Linked DNA regions of Mus musculus: regions 2, 3 and 4 are each linked to region 1. The links are chromatin contacts, called in public Hi-C, HiChIP or PLAC-seq and Micro-C maps. All regions are on one chromosome and are shown on one strand. The core of a region is the stretch at or near the end of the contact, and the rest is flanking DNA. Distances in the headings are between cores, read along the strand shown. Region 1 overlaps Cdkal1 (CDK5 regulatory subunit associated protein 1-like 1). Region 2 overlaps 2610307P16Rik (RIKEN cDNA 2610307P16 gene). Region 3 overlaps 2610307P16Rik (RIKEN cDNA 2610307P16 gene). Region 4 has its middle 27 kb from the start of A330102I10Rik.

Region 1 (3,206 bases), core at 224-2,723:
TGTGTACGGAGCAGGTTCTACATCAGGCGTGTAGGCCAAAGCCCTCACCAGCTCCACACAGGTCCTCCCTTATAGATGCTACTTTCACGAACAAGGACACAAGAGTTTTCAGATCAGTCATTATCACACCTCTCCCCTGTGCCCATCAAGAGCTTCTTGAGTGTGCCCCAGGCCACACTTGGGGTGTGAAGGATGATGAGAGGCTAATGTCTAAGTGGCACCTGTGGGCAGCGGGTGGATGAAGTGGCCCTTTGTGGCAAGTCCCAGCCTATGGCTGAGGTGTTGCTTTGGTTCTTGCAGAATTATCCATAAACTGCATAGAAAAGCTTCAGCGTGGCTAATGTGAACATGGAGGAATACCATCAAAAGGAAAGACTTGGGAACCAGAAAGACAGCTCTAGGGGCATCAAAGTGTTCAACTTCTTCAGCCAGTTTCAGCCATAGAGCAAATGCTGATGGCACAGGGGCCATTGGAGGACAGCTGGACCACTAAGTAAGTACCCTACTAAGTAAGCAGCCAGGCTGCATGGAAGCTGGAAGGCCAGAGGGTGAGGGGGTCAGGAAAAGGATGAGCAGGAAAGGAGGGGAGAGAGCTGAGGCATGCCAAGAAGGTTCTGAGCACCACCAGTATTAGTAGCTATCGTAAATGGACAACATAATTCATGAGGTCATGTCCAATCACAGATAAAGATACCCAAACAACCCCGAGTGTCTGGAAAGGAAACAATTTTCTCTGATAACATCTTCCTTAAGACTGCGTATGTGTCTGGTTTTATACACCGGCTGTCTCAGTTTTTCTCCACAATGAATTCCTGGAAAATGCATCATGAAAGTCTGCCTTTCCTCACAGGAATAATAAAAACATGGACTGCTGCTCTCCTGTCTGTGACTCAGCATGGAACAAACTGTGATAAGACCACAACTATACCATAAAAGCAAAGATATAACAATAACCCACACAATCCTGGGAAACTCAAACAACAGCCTCCAAGTCATTAAAGGGAGCATTGTAGAATGCAGGGGACCTCTGAGTTTGCTCAAGTCCTGCCACTCAAAAGGTGAGGCTAACACTGAACCAAGAGAAATCAGTTTATTTCAAATCTAACAGTTAGGCTTCTTTCTGACATTTAACTGGAAAGCTGTCAACCTACTTCAAAAGAATTGCCCCACGTGGGCTAAAATTGATGTAAGTATGCAGAGATGTACAGTGAACCCACAAAACAGTAAGATACAAATGTGCCCGATTGTTTTATATCATCCAACATTTATATATTAGCTATAATAATAGCATACATATACTTCTATTTAATTGTACACTGTAACCTGTGGCTATGGCCTCCACCGCAAAAGCAAGGAAAAGAGAAAAAAAAAAAAAAGAAGAAAAGAAAACAAAAAAAGAACTCACGCAGAACCCTTAGGAGCTGCTAGCAAGTTGGAAAGAATCCAAGTGTTTCCTCAGGAGGAATGACTAAGCAAAGGAGTGAGCTGATACTATGTTATATAACTTCTAAGCAGTGATTGCTGTATGAAAAAGCCCCACTGAGACCCAAGGAAGCATTCTAAAGAGGAGAGGTCACTTTTGGTGACACAGTCTCCCTTTAGTCATTCATGCTCTCATAATTAACACCTTTCCCACACTCACAACTAAGCAACTACCTACCTAACTGAATACTGACGAGATAATCCTGAGCTCAGGACTTTCTGGAAACTGCCTCAATGCCTAAATGAGTCTGTCAGAGCTGCACAGTCTAATGCCAGCCCTCAGGCTGCTTTAGAGTCCATTCTAGACAAGAAAATTGCTTCAAATGTTTGGATGTTCAGTTGACTTGTTTCCAAAGTTATTCTACATCACATAACTGTGAAGTCTACACTAGCAATACGAATATAGGAAAATGTATTTATTTTCTTGATGAAAATATAACTGCCAAACTTGTTATTCTATTATCTTTGCCACCATTACTTAGCAATCAGTAAGAAAGAGGTCACATGTCAATATTCCCAAACCTTTCTTCCCTACACAAACATCTCACCATGTGACTGAGAAGTGATGAGCCCAGAGTGGACGTGCTCCCATTTATGCCACACAGAAGCTGAGCAGGTGTGGTCCATGGTGTATCAAACACCGAGTGCCACCCTGTTTATGGTGTCTAGTCTGTCTTAAAACCTACAGGGCACCGTACCATAAATGAAAACCCAACTGCAAAGTAAAACCCAAATCAGGAATATTTTTGGGCAAATACTATTTGGAGGACAGAATTTTTGCTACTGGAGAATAGAGGTATGTACAAATAAGGAGCCAATTAGTCAGAAGATTTAGAGACTAAAGTTTATGAGATGAGAAGGGTTGACTGACAAAGAGAATCATTTGATTTATGTGCGTCAAGACTTGGGCATTCTGGTTTTTGAACATACATTCATTTACAGAGAAAGCACAAAGGCTGTTCCTATCAAAACACTGCTGCTCAGTTCTCCCGAGACTCATGGGAGAAGGTAAATTAATAATCCCACTGGAAGGACTTGGTCCTTCCCAGAAAGGACATCTTTTTGTCTGTTCATCAGACAAAAACTGAGCAAATGTACTTTACAAGGACTTTATATCACCTGAGAGGAAAGCACGGACAACAGTTCCAGAAACCTAACACGTTTCCATCAGTGTGTGTATGTACAATTGATAAAATTTGCTATTACTAACGTTCAAAGGCCAATGGCAGAAACAAATTAAATCATAATTTATCTCCAGACTCTAAAAAGAAAACTTCCTTAAAGCAAACTGCTGTTTTCCCTGTATTCATCCCCATGCTTTCAGCCTTAGATCACTCTTCCAGTCAGTATTTACACTGAATGATCTAATCAGAATGTAACCAAAGATGATTAATGCTGATGTGATGTAAACCTGCCTTTCCTTAGCCTGAACCATACTAGACAAAGAGTTCCCTAAGGAAACTATCAGGAGCTAAACATATAGACATGGGCCATGAAACCAATCAATCAAATATTTCTTACCAAATCAAGTATTACATCACCCAAACAAGCTAGAAATGAATAAGTCTGACAGCAAGCCACAGCCCATCAGCAGTCCCGGCAGGGATGAGGCCAGATGACCAGCATGGGCCTGAGGGCTCTGCAGAGGCTGAACTCTGCCCCAGCAAGTCACGAAGGGCCCTGGAGTCAGGTAGCAATGTGTTTAGTGAGACAGGGGGTGAGCT
Region 2 (3,206 bases), core at 237-2,736, 970 kb before region 1:
TAATCTCTGCCAACTGACCACTATGAATGAAAACCGCTGAGCATGGAGGATATGGTTTTGGATTTTGCTTTTATTGATTTTTTGCTTTAACCAATAGCAATTTGGGGGCCTTGGTGCAATTATAGTTGATGGAGGTCAGACAATGAAGACTGTGGGTTTCCAGGCTCCTCTTGATAATTTAGGAGTGAATGATGTCAAATATTTACTCGGGCCACGAATCCAATGCACTTCCTCCTCCTGTCTATTTAGTGTCACGTGACAGAAAGTGTCCCACACATGACAACTGTCACTCATCACAGCTTATCTGATACAATAATCTCAAGAAGCAGGGGTAGCTTCTCCACAGGAGATAGGGAGAAGAAAGTGACCGCCAACAGTTTTAAACATTCCCCACAGCAGAGTATACAACAGGAGCAACTAGATTTAAATCCAACATTCCAGATGTCAAGAGCTCTAATGCCCTGTATACCCAGGGCATTATGAGCAGCACAGCTCACAATTTTGCCAATTCTCTAGTTTAGGAATTCAAGAAATATTTTTGAAAGAAAGGTTTTTAAATCTAAAGTCCTAGCATTTTTTACCTACGTTCCCCCCCCCCCCAAAAAAAGTTTGTAGTCAGAGGCAGTGGTGATACACACCTTTAATCCTAGCACTTCGAAGGCAGAGGCAAGTGAATCTCTGAGTATTTGAGGCCAGCCTGGTCTACAGAGTGAGTTCCAGAAGCCAGGCCTATACAAAACAAACAAACAAACAAACAAATAAATAAATAAGTGTGGATCATTAGAACATGGGAGGGACCTGTGGTCTTTCTAAGTCTGTGCCTTTATGAACAGGCCCTGACCATTGAGACTGGTAGGAAATGACCCTTGTGCTGCTCAATTCAGAGGCCTCAAACCTTTGACCACATCTCAATATTTGTGGGCTCTTTGTCCCTATAACCAGCACTCTTACTTCAATTCCCAACCTTTAAACTCCTAAGGTCATGGAAACATTAATAATGGCCTTCCTTCATGAAACCTCAAGTTCTCTCCCACTTGCACTTCTGACCCATTTACTTACTCTGAAGCCAACAGCAGCAGCCTACTAAACAGCAGTTTCTCAGTAGGAACTCTGAATCTTTCCTCAACATCTTGGACCAAAGAACAGCAGAGCTACAGGAACCTTTATATCTTCGCAGCCTTTTGTCCATACAAACCAATTATGTAACTTAAATTTTTTCCTAGCTTTAATTTTGTGGGGGTTTTGCTTGCTATGGGGAAAGACTATGCTGGCAGTTCCATCTCTTGGCTATTACTAGGCTACACACACACACACACACACACACACACACACACACACACACACACGAGGGAGTACAGACAGACATGGAGACACACAGAAAAAAAAGCAGACACAGAGAAACACCTAAGCTGGCAGCCTGTAGTGATGCACAGACAAAATATAAAGAAAAAGCTTTCCAAAGAGGTTAAGCAAGCATTGCGCAATCAATGCACTGATGTATTGCTTTGTAGCTGGTAGAACTAAACAAAGCAGCAGCTATTTATTGCCAACAGAACAGCATTTTCAGCTGAAATGATAATAATAGCAATTAATGCTCCCTCTGAATTTAATATCTGTGAGGCACTATGGACTAAATGCCTTCCATGAACAATTTTACCCATGAATATAAATGTGTCATGGCAATTTTACAGACTGTAGGGAGGGTAGGGAAGGTTGAGTAACTCGCATGGTGGTGATTAATAATGGAGCCAAGACTGAAGCCCAGGGTGACAATTGTGCTGCACAGGAGGTCTCTGCCAGTAAATGCCTGACCACACTGGTGTCAAAGCCCAGCTATCTCTGTTTTGCTTATTGATCTGTTGACGGAACTCAAAATATCACTCAACTCATTTTGAAAAATTGAGCAATTCATAAAATATTTGGGTGTCAAAATGCATACAGCCACCGGCTCCATCCATCATAACGATCTTTTACTTGTCTCCAGGAAAAGGTACGTGTTATATACAATGGAAATTTATTCAGTGGTAAAGAAGACTAAAGCTACGAAATTTGCAGGAGAAATGGATAGATACGGACAGTTATCTTCAGTGATGTAACCTAGGTCCACAGAGACAAATGCCACATGGCCTCCCTTGTATGCAGATCCTATCTATAGATTCTTTTTTCTTTTTTAGTCATAGGTTTATCATTATCACTGACTGATGGTAAAGGACAGAAAGACAAAAGGAGCTATTACAGAGAGAAGTGATAATAAAATCCATCAGAGATGAAAGGGAGTGGGCACTGGGCAAGATAGAAAAAGCCAAGCCGGGAGGAGGCCAGGAGGATATGGAAGAAGAAGGAGTAATAAAACTAAAGATAGGTAGATATAGATATATAGACAGATATATACCATATAGAAGAACCCACTATTTTATGTGGTTATTGAACACATAACCTGAAAAAAACCAGGGAGATGGCTCAGTGATGTTGTGTGTTCACTGCTCTGGCAGGGTACTTAGGTCCCAGCACAGCACAGCAACCACATCAAACAGCACACACCTACCTGTCTGAAACTCAGGTACAGGAAAAGTGAATCTCTCTTTTCACTTCTGCAGGCTCCTGCATACATGTGTACTCAGGTACACACACACCCACATGCACATACAAAAAAAAAAAAAAACTGAAAGGAATTAAGAGTGGGTACTAAGGCTCTTCCTGGAAGCTGTAGGTTATTAAATAAAATCCCCAGTGCCAGTTGTGGAACACCTCCCTATGGCCAATGAGATCCTAAAAGGTTATTGCCCCAGATCTGTGTTGCTACCTGGACCTTGACAGTAAGGCTCTAATGCTGAAGATACCCCATACTCAGAGAAAACAAACGACAGCTCAGCTAGAAGCTTCTTCCTAAGAACCTCATCCATCTTCATAGCGTCAGGAGTAGTTACATAGACTGCTGGGGGTCGGGGAGTCATCAACGATTTGACCCAGTTGTCAATCGTAACTGATAAGCAATTCTGTGCCCTCTGATGCAATAGTGGCATGACCGTTATAAGGACAACCAATCAACCCCACTGGATTTGAGGCCAGTTTTACAGGAAGGACCTTATGCCTGTTTCTGTAAATTTTGTCGAGAGTCCATGGCTATGGCCATCATAGGCCATAACGGGGGACCTACTACCATCTTTTTGGCTAAATTGTCTTGTTGTCAAACTACCCTCTAAATA
Region 3 (3,206 bases), core at 524-3,023, 750 kb before region 1:
ACAAAACAATAACAATAATAAGTAACCTCTATTACTAATAAGTAATGTAGACCAGAGTTGGAAGAGCCTGTGTTTAGCATACACAAGGCCCTGGGTTCTCCAAAAACAAAAACAAATAAATGTTATTAATTGGCCTTTTAAGTTCTACCATCCCAGGGCCCCAGACTCTGTGTCATGCTTTCATGCAAGAGCGTGAGAGTTACTTTGCTTCCTACAATACAGCTGAGGATGCTTTCTCGAGTTGTTCAAGCAAATACAAGCCACACATGGGGTATTAACAGAAAGAAAATATTGAAGGGGGATAACAGAACTGGTTAACCATGCCCTAAGGCCTCTACCACTAGTGAATTTTAGAGACATCTTAACTCACTACTCATAAATGTCCCTGAAAAAAAAAATATTCTCTCACGTTAAGTGGAGGAAGAGACACAGGTCAGGTTTAATAGAAGGCCAAGGGAAAGGGTCAACGCAAGAGCAAGAGTTCACAGTAAAGCCAGAGCAGAGGGGGGCCAGGCACAGCCTTTCGGATCTCAGACAAGACAGGGGAAGCCCTTCCCTCTGCAGCCTTCTCCTTTGCATCCGCCCTCACCTTCAGGTCTGAAGTAAACCTGAGCCAGGAGCCTCCTGGTGCAAGCAACCCTCTCAGAACTTAACAGTCTCAGGTTTTAAGCAACTCTTAGAGCCTCAAGGTCAGCTAGGGTACACACACACACACACACACACACACAAAGAGGAAAATAGGTCGGGAAACAAGAAAAAAGGAAACAAGTCACTTGGCAAACCAACCTCCACGGAGAATTAGCTTCTGAAAATCTTCTGAGCAAACAATTCACACCATAAAACAGCTGCTGCTTGCCATCTGCGGGTCCTAATCAACACACGCACATACACACACACACACACACACACACACACACACACACACACACATATATACTTCTGCCCAGTGGTACCCTGGCTCCTAGCTATTTCCTGTCCCCTTCAACCTCCTAAGCAATTCTTGGTCAAAAAAACGAAGTCACAAACTTACAGGCACTGACAGTGTTTTCCTAGGGTAGATTCTGTCCAAGACGTTATGACAGTAACAGAAAAAGAGCAAGCAGGCCTTCAAGTCCTGACGTCTGCTCACCACTTTCAAAAACTGGCTCCTGACCTTATTCTCACTTGGGTCCTTCAGGTCCAGTCGGTGAACTCTGGACCTTTACTGGACCAGATCAAATCATTTCTAGAACCACTGTACCACATTTTATTTAGTCTTTCTGTTCCTCTCCCCCAGCCTCAAACGAATGACTCTGTGCCAAAAAAAAAAAAGCGGGAGGGGGGAGAGAAAGAAAAAGTTGCTGTTTGAGAGAGTATCAGCATGCTTGATTCATGCCAAAGTTTACAGCATAGTTCTATCCTGAGCCACAGCGAGGATGGGCCGTTGTGGGGGAGGGAAATGGAGCCAGGCAGCTGTTTTTTCAATAAACTCTAGCAGAATCCCGCCCACTTCCTGCACTGGCTTCAGGGACCCCAGCAGAGAGGAGGAGGAGGCAGCCAGCGAGATCTTCCTCCTCCAAGACTCAGGCTACTGCCTCCCTGGCTCGGACCCTCCTGATCCACCCCTGAACCTCAGGAGGGCAGCCAGAGGGTTTGTCCCAGCTCCTTTGGATGTTTATTTCTGGTCTCCAACTCCCAGGAGAGTTTCACCTCCTCTCTCCCTAATCTTAGCCCTCCCCACGCTCCACCCTCCCCCGCCCGTGTATCCTAGCTCTGAGGCACACCAGGCATGACTGCAAAAGCAGGGAAGGGAAGGGAGTGCGTTTCTCATCCCACACCTTCCAAGAATATGCTGGCCTTCCCTCTCTGCAGCTGTGGTCATCAGTCCCTCGGCTCCTCAAGCCAGCCTTTCCTCAGGCAAAGCCTCTGAGTTCAGTTTCTTTTCTGGAGTGGGAAGGGAGGGCAGGAACATGAGAAGGCACGGAAAAGCTGCTGCGCCCACCAAGACCAAGCAAGCGGCTCAGTCAGCCCTAAAGCTTTAATTTGTTAACTTAGAAACCCCTGGGGCATTGCAATCAAAGGAGGGCTCCACCCAGCAACACCTCTGATTACTTTTTTCCCTTCTAGTGGGCAAGTAAAGAAGAGGGGAAATTAGGACAACCGTGTGCAAAACAGAACTACTCCATAACACGGACTTGGCTCTCACAAGGTCCAGATTACGGACTCAACACCTCCATGCCTGTCCAAATGGAAAGAGAAAATACTCAGGGTGCAACCTAGATCCAGCTGCCCAGACAGCCTGCCAACCAGAGCATCAGTAAACCCCAAATTGCTGCTCAGGCCCCAGATGGCTTTTTCATTCCTTCTTTCTTTTTAAAGTTCTTTAGGGTTTTCTAGTTCATACTGGTAAACTGACTCTTTCATATCCTGGTTTTAATATGCGCGAATCAATAAGCAACAAACCCTTGGTGTGAAAGGGTCTGGTATAAGCATAGAAGTTTATACACAGTGACTGTGCAAGAAAATCAATCTTTCTTTTAAAAAGTCTCAGATCTTTCATAAATGACTCAACAGTAACCAAAGAATGAAAATGATTATGTCATAGTTCTGTTAATGATTGAAATATAAATTAAAAAAAAAAATCAGGCTCGAGGAGATGGCTCCGTCCATAAAGTCCTTACTGAGCAAGGGCAAATATGATGTCCTCAGTCTGATCTCCAACACCCACATGAAAGACAGGCACAGCTGTGTGCTCCAGAAATCCAAGAGCTGGGGAAAGGAAGGTGGGAGGGCCCCAGGGCTCCCTAGCCAGCTAGCCTGGCTCAACTGGTGAGTTTGGGCTCCCAAGAAAAATCCTGTCTCAAAAAAGAAAAGGTGGGAAGCAACTAACAAAAACATTACTTTGACCTTTGACCCCAGGCACATGAATATAATCACCTACTCCCCGCCTCTCCCTCCCCCTCCCCTCTCTTCCCCCCCTCACCACACACACACACACACACTACATGAGTTGGCACATAACCAACCCTAGGTCACCCTGTATTTCCAAATAGAGAAATAGAGATCTCATATAGCCTAACTCACTGACTTCCATTTAAGTCAAACAAAAAAGGCTGAACTGTTTCAAAAGGCATGAAACACCAAAAGATAGGCAGTCTTTTATGATTTGGCCTAATATATCAATCACAATTGTTGGCATCAAAAATGGTATTTCTCAAAAAATATAG
Region 4 (3,206 bases), core at 292-2,791, 510 kb before region 1:
TCTCACCAGCTCTTGTTTTTCTCCCCTCCCTCCTTCCCTCCCTCCCTTCCTCCCTTCCTCCCTCCCTCCCTCCCTCCCTCCTCCTCTCCCTCCTCCTCTCCCTTCTCTCCTGTTTCTTTGAGAGAAGTTTTTGTTTGCTGTGCAGTACAGATTCCCTTTGAATTCATAATTCCCTCTTTCAGCCTCCCACAGAGTGGAATATACGGTATACCATCACGCTCAGTTGTTTTTTAAGTAACCTAGAAAATATTTTCATGTGTTATATGAGCAAGTAATTTAAAAATACTTGTCTGGAGATTTAATTTTTTGTTTCTAATATTATCTTGCTGTCTTAGTTAGGTTTTCTATTTCTGTGACAAAACACCAAGGCCAAAGTCAAGTTGAGGAGGAAAGGGTTTATTTCATCGTACACTTTCAGGTAACAGTCCACCATTGAGGGGAATCAGGGCAGGAATTCAAGCAGGGCAGGAACTTGGAGGCAGGAACTGATGTTGAGGCCATGGTTGGAGTGCTGCTTACTGGCTTGCTGGCCATGGCTTGCATTGCCTGCTTCAACCTAGGGGTGACATCACCCACAACGGCCTGGGACCTCCTCTGTCAATCAAGAAAATGGACCACAGGCTCTGCAGAAGGTCAGGCTGATGGGGACAACTTCTCAATTGAGGTGCCCTCTTCCAAAATGACTCTAGCATGTGTCAAGTTTCCGTAAAAGTAGCAGCACACCTACATATCCCATATACCTGAGCTGCAACTCTATCACTGCATCTTAAGCTGCAACCTTCATAGAGTTCCCATTTTGGAACAGAGTCATTTCCTGCCACAGGTCACCAGGAGGTGACTTAGAGCCTGTTTTCCACTGGGCTGTGCATGATCCAGCTGGACCAGTAATTATCAAGCCGGTTGTAATTCATTAAAAAAAAAAATCTTTCTTCATTTCCTTTTTGTATCTTTTTTCGTTGGATGCATTTCCTGCACTCTAAATTCCCTTCTCTGCCTGTTTAAGAAATGCTCTGTAGACAGTTAATAGAGTCTATTTGCATTGCATTTGTTTGTTGATTTGATTTCGCAATGATCTCTTTGTCTCTTCATTTCTAAAGCAAGGCTTGGCCTGTTTTTACCAGTCAACATGCAAATTTTTCTAGAGGCTGGCCTCTACAGTCCAGTAGCAAAAGAATTTCGGTCTTGTAGAAAATATTTGCATTTGGATGATGGGCTCCTACCACACTCGGCCCCGCTGCACCTGGATGCAAATCCAGGAAGCCTTTGCTTAGAGGCAGGCTCCAGAAAGGGGAGGGCTCAGCTGCGTGCTGTTCCATTATACGAAGAATGACCTGGTGTTCAAAACAGGATTTGGAGAAGCCTTGATTTTTGTCCGTTGTGGAGATCCGTGTATGTGTGAGGCCCTTGGAGACTGGTAGTCAAGTGTGTATTGCTAGTCTGATCTGTCAGTCACTCAGGCCTTTCCCTCCTCCGCGTCTCCCTGGGCTGCTCCATCAGGAGAGGTTATCAGGTTCCCCTCAGGCTCTTTAGAGTCACTGAGTAAACTGGAGTAAAGTCTGCTTAGGAATGTGTTTCTCAACAGCACCCAGCAACTTCCTTCCGGGAGCAGTGGTTCTCAGCTTTCCTAATGCTGTGACCCCGTTAATACAGTTCCTCAGGTTGTGGTGACCCCCAGCCATAAAATTATTTTGTTGTGACTTCATAACTGTACTTTTAGCTACTGTTATGAATTGTAATGTAAAGATCTGATATGTAGGATATCTGATCTGCAACCCCTGTGGGGGTCGGGACCCACCGGTTGAGAATGGCTGCAACTGGAGTATTCTTAAGGCTGCAGAGGAGTTATTTGCAGGCGGTTTATGTTTGCCTGCTCTGGTGCTCACTATCTAGACAAGATTGTCCTGGAAATGGGAGGCTGGTCGCTCTGTTTCTCCTCCCCCAGTGAAGTTCTTCAGGATGCAAGCTAACAGTTTCACTGGGAAGAGTAAAGTCTGAGGAGGAAATACAAGTGGGGAGTTACAGGGAGAAGGAGATGTAGTGTGCTCTGTGCCCCACTTTTTAGAGAGAAAGAGAGAGAAAAGAAGGAAGGGAAAAAAAAAGAGCTGTAATTTCCTCCAGCATTGGGCTTTGTGTTTTAGACTGTGAATCAGAGAATCATTTAGGACCCATTGCTTGCCCAAATCAAAGAGGAAGTGAAGCCAGAAGCATCGTATAAAGCACAGCCAATTACCTGAGGATTATTTTACAGGTCTGAATAGAGAGAACACGGCTTTAGAATTAGCTACGATAGCTCAATATGTTAATCCTGTGTAAAAATTAAATCAGGGTGCTCATCATACACTCTGTATTTCTCTTAATGTGGTTTTACTAAATAGGGATTTTTCAAGAGTGGCTCATGACTGCTAATGCAGTCATTATGCTGACGAAGTGTTACGCACTGTAAGAAGGAAGAAAACTGAGCTGGTTAGACATTTTATCTAATTACAATGTTCCATTAAAAAATAATAATAAAATAAAAGTGTCCAGGGGCTGGAGAGATGGCTCAGCAGTTAAGAACATTAGCTAGTCTTCCAGAGGACTGAGGTTTGGTTCCCAACGTGCTGGTGTCAAGTCATGGGCATCTGTAACTCTAGTCCCAGGGGATCCTGTGCTCTCTTCTGGTCTCTGAGGACATCAGGAGTGCCTATGTGTGGTGCATAGATAGACATGCAGGCAAAACACCCATACACATAAAATTTAATAACAGCCGGGTGTGGTGGTGCACGCCTTTAATCCTAGCACTCGGGAGGCAGAGGCAGGCGGATTTCTGAGTTCGAGGCCAGCCTGGTCTACAAAGTGAGTTCCAGGACAGCCAGGGCTATACAGAGAAACCCTGTCTCAAAAAACCAATAAATAAATAAATAAATTAATAACAACAAAGTGTCCATATGCTGGATATACTATCAAGGCTTAACTCCAAAGGTAGCTTCCTAGCTTCCTCCTCTTTCCTTCCAAGGGACTTATGGGTTTACCAGTTTTACAAGATGAATTGAACAGATGTCACCCCTTTAACGACCTTCTACAGGAGGCTGGGGAGGTGGCGCAGTGCTTAAGAGCACTTGTTGCTCATACAGAACACCTGGGATTGGCTTCCAACACTACAGAGTGCCTCTCGGCCTTCTGAAACGCCAGTAACAGGGAGATCCAAGCATTCACATTCCCTCCCC

What was found. Hi-C and Micro-C count contacts between places; a contact is called where the count stands out from the background. HiChIP or PLAC-seq counts read pairs in DNA pulled down with a chosen protein or histone mark.
Region 2: a FOXA1 HiChIP or PLAC-seq map of pancreatic cancer cells shows a contact between it and region 1. The contact joins two enhancer-like sites. A contact is called at or near these places in 1 of 484 Hi-C or Micro-C datasets (adipose-derived mesenchymal stem cells) and 1 of 115 datasets of contacts at active chromatin or transcription factors (pancreatic cancer cells).
Region 3: a Hi-C map of the C2C12 cell line shows a contact between it and region 1, with 4 times the contacts expected there. The contact joins two enhancer-like sites. A contact is called at or near these places in 2 of 484 Hi-C or Micro-C datasets (the C2C12 cell line and adipose-derived mesenchymal stem cells) and 1 of 9 other capture datasets (embryonic stem cells).
Region 4: a contact with region 1 is called in a Micro-C map of trophoblast stem cells, with 4 times the contacts expected there. The contact joins two enhancer-like sites. A contact is called at or near these places in 1 of 484 Hi-C or Micro-C datasets (trophoblast stem cells) and 1 of 9 other capture datasets (embryonic stem cells).

Annotation. Positions count from the first base shown.
Region 1 is chr13:29,502,153-29,505,358 of GRCm38.p6, forward strand. All of the region lies in intron 11 of Cdkal1 (CDK5 regulatory subunit associated protein 1-like 1), which reads right to left. Among named protein-coding and RNA genes, the nearest start is that of Cdkal1, 350 kb to the right of the region's middle. Within about 2 kb of position 1,474, at least 102 of the 459 cell types and tissues checked have an H3K27ac peak or open chromatin away from gene starts, as enhancers often do. A contact at or near this core is called in the C2C12 cell line, pancreatic cancer cells and trophoblast stem cells, where this site is marked.
Region 2 is chr13:28,527,630-28,530,835 of GRCm38.p6, forward strand. All of the region lies in intron 7 of 2610307P16Rik (RIKEN cDNA 2610307P16 gene), which reads right to left. Among named protein-coding and RNA genes, the nearest start is that of Gm40841, 110 kb to the left of the region's middle. Within about 2 kb of position 1,487, at least 7 of the 459 cell types and tissues checked have an H3K27ac peak or open chromatin away from gene starts, as enhancers often do. A contact at or near this core is called in pancreatic cancer cells, where this site is marked.
Region 3 is chr13:28,756,493-28,759,698 of GRCm38.p6, forward strand. All of the region lies in intron 3 of 2610307P16Rik (RIKEN cDNA 2610307P16 gene), which reads right to left. Among named protein-coding and RNA genes, the nearest start is that of Mir6368, 47 kb to the left of the region's middle. Within about 2 kb of position 1,774, at least 286 of the 459 cell types and tissues checked have an H3K27ac peak or open chromatin away from gene starts, as enhancers often do. A contact at or near this core is called in the C2C12 cell line, where this site is marked.
Region 4 is chr13:28,987,725-28,990,930 of GRCm38.p6, forward strand. No RefSeq gene overlaps it. Among named protein-coding and RNA genes, the nearest start is that of A330102I10Rik, 27 kb to the right of the region's middle. Within about 2 kb of position 1,542, at least 47 of the 459 cell types and tissues checked have an H3K27ac peak or open chromatin away from gene starts, as enhancers often do. A contact at or near this core is called in trophoblast stem cells, where this site is marked.